Regions from separate parts of the Mus musculus genome. Here region 2 is linked to region 1. A link is a contact called in public Hi-C data. All regions are on one chromosome and are shown on one strand. Each heading gives the region's core, a stretch centred on a gene start, on an enhancer-like site or on the middle of the called end of the contact. The rest is flanking DNA. Distances are from core to core; before and after follow the strand shown.

Region 1 (3,353 bases), core at 566-3,065:
TTTATCAAGCAAAGGAGCATAATACCACCTGCCATAGGGACTCATCTTGTAACACACCCCCCCCACACACACACACACACATACTGTTACTTCTCATTAACACCCTAGACCAGCTGAACTGGTCACACTTTTCAGTCCTCTGTCTCAGCTTCATTTACATGGAGTTTCCAGCCTACTCTCAGATGTCACAGCCTGAATGGGCATAGAACCAAGCCACCGACCTAGTACAGAGTGCCAAAATGAATGGCCTAGCCTAGACACCGACCAGGTGGGAAGACTTCCACTGGGTAGGAAAATGAGGCTGGCAGAAATGCTAAAATCCTAAGGCACGATGCATGTGCTAGAAGTGGTGATTCCCAGGGCTGTGGCTGTAGGGCTCCCTGCAAGGAGAAAGGCAATTCCACGTTAATTTGGGGGGCTTGCAACCAGGTGTGCTTTGCGTTCACTTGCTTCGGGCTTTTATGGTCTCCCTTCTGCTTGGTACCATTTCATTAGGAGCCAGTGAGATGTATCTCAGCGTGGTGCAGAGAAACATCTCAGTGGAGCGCAGCTTGCCAGCATTTCTCCTTCCCTGGCGAGATTCAGGATCCCTAACAGTGGGTTTCTGATGCCTTGGAGGTGCCAATCTGTTTCCTGGATCTGCATGGACAACCTCAGTCCTCTCCTTGGTGAATTCTCTGATGTCTGGGCCGAGACTTTGCCCTTTTCATGACCATGGGAATAAGTTATCAACAGAGAAACAAGGAGCACCATCCTCCCAGTGAGGGACTATGGGTGCTCACTCTAGGGCTCCCTGGCCCTCCCGGTCTTTTGAGGCCAATAATTTTTCTTCCCACCCCATTTCAATCTCCTGATAGAAGACATTCTTTGTCATGGATAACTAGATGAACACAGAGCTCAAATGAACCACTAGCTGGGGGCTTTACAAGAGCATCCTTGGATGAAGCAGCCTTTGCAAGGCTTTCCAAGAGGGACTCACTTAGAGTGGCTTGTAAGGCATACATGCAAAACTAGGAGAGAGGCTGAATTTCACTTCTAAAAGGTCCCTCTTTTCCTGTTTCCTCCTTTAAACTATAAAGAGCTAGCCAGACAGATTTCCTTTGTCAAAGGAAGGCAGGCATTGTCTAGTCACAGAACTGCACCTAGATCTCTATTCACTCGGTAAACAGTCAGACTGATTTTTTGGGCATTTGGGATAAGAACTCAGTGTGAGTGTGGTATTATCTATATTGAAAAGAAACACTCTCCACTCCTTTGTATTTGTGTGACTGTCCAATTAAAAAGCACCCTCCAAGGCCAGGCAGATCATAACGAGCAGATGCAAGTGTTCAAATCCACATAACCCATGGAACTTGGGCACTGGCTCCTCAAATAACTGTGTGGTTTGGAACCATTTTGTTTTTCCAGTGTTGAACAATAAGCTGATTAATTCCCATTTTTCAAAGTCAGTTTCAAGCAGTAGTTTTTTTCTTCTTCTTCTTCTCCTCCTTTTTAACATCTACAGAAAACCTGGAAGGGAATACAAATTTCTTCCTGGAAAACACATCTCCCTTCCTGCCCTCCCTGCACCCTCTGATAAATAACATGAGCATGCAGTGATTTGCCAACAGCAGCTCCAGGCATGAAGCACAACATCTGCTAGCGAGACGCTGGAGAGACAGTGGAAGGCATGCTGGCTGCCTGCCCACCTTCAGACTCCAGATTTTTGCTGACAAGGCTGTCAATAAATGGGCAGATGGCATGGACTCTGCTGGCGGGAGAGTTCAGTTAACCTGACTCCAGACATTATCTCCAGTTCATGGTGCACTGGGCTGAGCCCTTCACTCGACCATTAAAGCTGTTCCTTGATGGAGCACAGAGAGCAAGACATAAGACTGGGAAGGAGGAGGCAAGCGCTCGCTTCCTTTAATTACATTAACTGAGTCTCTCCTGCAGTTGGCAGGCAGAGTGAGTGAGATTATTTAGCCCCTGTGACCACGGAAGTGGAGCGGGAGCATCCACACTGTATTTCATGCTGTTTAAACATGGGCATCCCATCCTCGGGAGCAGAGTACCTCCCTGGGGATAGAGTTTGGCATAAAATAAACACCCAGTAGGATGGATCTGGGGTCCTCCCTTGCAAGCAGGCAAGCTCTTGCATTGTCTTACAAGGACTGTCTGCAAACAAGCTGCAGCCAGTGTTCTTTACCCAGAAACAGCTCTGCTAACTGCAGAAACGTCCTCTAGTGGCGACTTGGGTAAAACACCCTCTGCCATCTGAGCATGCTTCAAACTTGTGGCAAGGGCAGTTTAATCTAAACTCATCAGACTAAGGAGCTGAGCACTGTGCTCTGAAGTCAGTTATTTAAGCAATCGGCCCTTTTTTCCATCTCTGCAGAAATCAGCTGCTGGAAGTAATACATGCATCAATGCTACACACCCGCATGGTATTGCAGAATTACAAAGTGACTTTGCATACTTTAACAGTGGTTTTTGACTGGGAGTGACTTTGCCCCCCCCCACCCCCCAACCCTATCCCTGGCCGGGGACAATGCCTGGAAACATACTAATGTCTCTAGGACAGAGAGCAGCAATGCTGCGGAGTGTCTCCACTGCACAGGCTTCACATTCACCCACAACAAAGAGCTCTTCCGACCAGAGTGTCAGCAGTGCCAGGGTTGAGAATCCTGCATCAGGACAAAGGAAATGAGTGAACATTTCTCACATCCCTTGAAAAGAAGAGCAAAGAAGGAGCAGCTGGTGGGCATGCAGAGGGGAAGCTGGGGATTTGCTCTTCGTGTCCCAGGTAGACTCACAACAGTGTCATTATTCCAAATGCTATTCACTAGTCAGGAAACAAGCAGCTCCCCAAGTTCTTACAGCTGTACTTCCATCAGATCTGAACAATGAAACATCGCATCCACGAAAGCCATTTTAGTCTAATTCATGTTTATTAAATGAGAATACCCACCTGGCGCCAAACTGGGACTGCAGAGGCTTCAGTGGAAGAGTGTTTTAAAACTGGTGCCTGGGTATTGTGGCTCATGCCTGTAATCCCGGCACTCAGAAGGCTAAGGCAAGAGAAGTGCCATGAGTTCCAGGTCAGTCTGGAGTACAGAATGATACTCTCTCACACAAGAAACACACACACACAGACATGCACACACACACTTATGCACAGGTACATGTTCACATATGCACAGGCACACATGCACGTGCACACACACATGTGAATGAAATCAAAAGATTAAATAAACCTAGCAATTAAAGTCTGGGACAGAAATCAGACTGGAGGGGTTGAGGGGGAATTAAGCTGAGCACAGAATATATGAGGGTAGGGGCTTAGGATTTAACAGATATGATCACATTTTCAT
Region 2 (3,352 bases), core at 266-2,765, 280 kb before region 1:
TTAATTTCTTTAATTAATTTTTAAAATTCTTTTGAAGAACCAGATATGGGCACATAGTGAGAGCAGCAGTGAAGGCAGAGGCACGTGCCAACATACAGCATTTCTCTGAGTTGATTAGACAGCTTAGGGGGAGGAGATACGATAGGCTAAAACTCCCGGAACACTAGGCAATATTTTTAGGGGAGATTCAAGTTGCAGAGAACAATGAGATGGATCAGCCTTGGAGAACAAGTGTCAGCCACTTCTGTGTCTAGGAGGTCAGGAAGGACACACACGCACAATGCACCCACGCCTGCATGCACACACACTTGTGCAAAATTGCCAAAGAAGAGAGTCAAGGGATCATCCTCAAAGACTGTACTCTTCCCAGAGTCCCTCAGAGAGTATGTCTTTCCCAAGGTATCTCATAAGTGGAAGAAATTGACTCTCACAGAGAGATTTTCAAGAAGTGATTGACAACAAGAGGACTTTTGCAGAGAAGTAGAAGTATGGGGGAAAGACACACAAGAAGCAATCTTGCAAAGACCCTACTTGAAAAGAGTTGGCAAGTACAGATTTGTGTTAGAGAGAAGTTAGAAGTTGCTCCTTGGGGAGAAGGTGCGACCTCAACTTTATAGTTGTGTAAAGTTTCAGCAATGCATGTGCTTGCAGCACTTTAAGAACAAAAATCCCTTATGTCCAAGGAGGGCCCATGAGTGCTGATATGCACACCATTTTCTGGTACACCTTTGGTCTTACAAAGAGCTTGGCCCTAAGGAGGACAAACGGTAGATGCTGAGATTGCCAGAGGGACTTTATTCTTACTAGGTATGGAATTCTTTAAGTGAAGGTGGATAAGGGGAAAAGGTTGGTGACGGGGTGGGGATGGGTTTAGGAGAAGGGTGGTAACAGGCTCCAAGCTTCACTTCTAGAATATGTTTAGCATGGGGTCATACATTTCATAGCAGAGCAGAAGTTATCACCTGCATGAGACAGAGATATGCCATGGGTCCATAACTATCATAACCCCTCTTAGGAAGTAGAGTTTCATTACAATAGCAAGGTTGCTGAGTATCCTCGCAGATCTACACATCCTAAAGAAAGGGTGTGTTACTTAAGTAAAACAGACTATCATCATTATGACAAGAACACTAATGTCTGAGCAGGGTGTGTTGGTGAATGTTTGTAATCCTAGCACTCTGAATGCTAAGGCAGGGTGATCACCAGTTCGAGATCAGCCTCGGCTATATAGTGAGACCTTGTTTCAGAAAGAATAACAATAACAATAACAAAATAATCCAGATGTTAAAACTATTCTGTTGTTTCTAATGCTTTCACTGAATTTCATAGTGTATTTACATGTGTTAACAGAGACCTTAAAAAAATCACCCTGCCATCCATTGGTTTGGCCACAGGATGAAAGACTGGCCAGGCTGGTGGCTCTTTGGATAAAGGGAGGATGTGAAGGAGGAAAATATGCCTCTGGTGGGAGGGGGAGATACTTTGAAGACCTTCACTTAAGGTTGGCAGGATGAAGGATGGTTTGGCTAAGGGACCAGTTTGTAGATGAAAGAGCCAGTGGTCAAGTGATTGGAGGTGGGAGCCTGTGCCAGGCTTTGGGCTGAAGTCCCAGTGACAGACTCCCTGCAGTGGGTTGCGGTGTAGCTCTGTGCTCCATCAATTCTAACAACAATGGACATCTGCCAGGAACCTTGCAGCCACTGACTGGCTCAGCCTGCCTTGTGTTTGCACATTAAAACTTTCTCCCTGTTCTCAATGGGGAAGCCTGTATAAGGGCAGAAAAAGCCGGAGTTAAATACCTTTATTAAGGCTCCGAGCACTTATGTAGCTGAGCAACAAAATCGAATGCAGGCTTCTGAGGTTTGTTTGACAATTTAACCTTTCTTGATGGCGGGGCGTGTGAGGATCTCTTTCAGCACTCCAAATACGAAGGCTGCAACATCAGGGGTTGGCAGCTTTCCCTGAGCCCTGGAGTATTTTTCCTCTAAGAAATGTACAGCTGAGATTTTAACCATATAATAACCTGCAAGGCTCCAATAATAAATTACAAGGTGGGCTGGAGAGATGCTTAGCAGTCAAGAGCACGCAGTGGTCTTCCAGAGGACTGACTGTTCCAAGTTCCTGTCTCTACTACCAACATTGTTAGGTTTACAAGTGCTTATAACTCCAACACATGGGAATCTGTTGTCTCTTGGGGAGCATCCACTCATGTGCACACACACACACACACACACACCACTAATAAAATGTAATTAAAAATTTTTAAGAGAATGTAATCCAAACAGAAGTCTACTTATATATAACTCAATTAAAAAAAATTTTTTTTTCTGTTGTTGCTAAATTAAGAGTCAACTATGATAGTTAAACGATTATCAAGATTTGCTGACAGTAGTTATCCCAATGGCACTCCATCTGGATCAAGATTTTACCTTCCCAAGGGTCTTTTGCTTGTAGGAATGAATCACTCAAGAACAAACCTACAACGGAGCAATGCTGTTCAGAGTCAGGCAGACACTGATGTTATGAAGGGAGTGAGCCACCTCATTCATAGTAATCCCATGGAGCCCAGTGTGTGCAAAGCCTGCGCTTTGCTACCAGATGCACAGAAGCCTCTGCTAGCACAGTCTGCCAGTTGGCAACTGGCCTTCATCTTAAAGATGGAAGAAAGAGCTGTCATATTAGCACTTTGGAGGTAGAGACTGGAGGATCAGGGCTTCCGTGTTGTGTGTGGCTGCACAGTCAGTTCAAAGCTAGCATGGGCTCTATGAAACCTATTACAAGCAAGCAGGCAAGCAGGCAAGCAAGGAAGCAAGCAAGCAAGCAAGCAAGCAAGCAAACCAAGTTGAAAGATGTAAGTTCCAGAGCAGCTGATTCAGCATCTCAAGATCTTACCAAGGCCATGCGTGTGCAGGGTCTGATACTGAGGAAAAGCTCCTGCCCACACTGGATTACTGCCCTGATAGTCTCTAACGAATGCAGCATATAATCACAGGATTCTGTAAATTAGTGGACCCACCCTGTCCATACAGATGGGAAGGGTAGAGTCTCAAACCCACTGCCAGATTCCAAGCCTGCCTGGCCACTTCTCAGATCTGTGTCCTTCACCTATCCCTCAATCTGTAGAGGACTGGCCTGAAAGACGGTTCTGTCTTCCTCTTCAGGTCTGTCTTCACGTGGATGGAATCTGTGGGGGACACAGGACCATGCACAAGGGACCAATTCCACGTGACTCATATAATATAAAAGATTCAAGATGAGTGAGCTTCCCAGCCACACCAAAAGATAGCAAATCACATGACCCAGAATGTCCTGAGAAGATGGCTAACATCTGGGTAGTGAGCTGTCTTCTGTT

What was found. Hi-C and Micro-C count contacts between places; a contact is called where the count stands out from the background.
Region 2: a Hi-C map of uterus shows a contact between it and region 1, with 2.6 times the contacts expected there. The contact joins two enhancer-like sites. A contact is called at or near these places in 19 of 484 Hi-C or Micro-C datasets (cerebellar granule neurons, cerebellum, cerebral cortex and 9 more), 9 of 115 datasets of contacts at active chromatin or transcription factors (astrocytes, differentiating embryonic stem cells, embryonic basal ganglia and 6 more) and 1 of 9 other capture datasets (embryonic stem cells).

Annotation. Positions count from the first base shown.
Region 1 is chr7:83,200,718-83,204,070 of GRCm38.p6, reverse strand. No RefSeq gene overlaps it. Among named protein-coding and RNA genes, the nearest start is that of A530021J07Rik, 54 kb to the right of the region's middle. Within about 2 kb of position 1,815, at least 71 of the 459 cell types and tissues checked have an H3K27ac peak or open chromatin away from gene starts, as enhancers often do. A contact at or near this core is called in cerebellum, embryonic basal ganglia, neural progenitor cells and 1 more, where this site is marked.
Region 2 is chr7:83,476,319-83,479,670 of GRCm38.p6, reverse strand. No RefSeq gene overlaps it. Among named protein-coding and RNA genes, the nearest start is that of Gm10610, 73 kb to the left of the region's middle. Within about 2 kb of position 1,515, at least 27 of the 459 cell types and tissues checked have an H3K27ac peak or open chromatin away from gene starts, as enhancers often do. A contact at or near this core is called in cerebellum, embryonic basal ganglia, neural progenitor cells and 1 more, where this site is marked.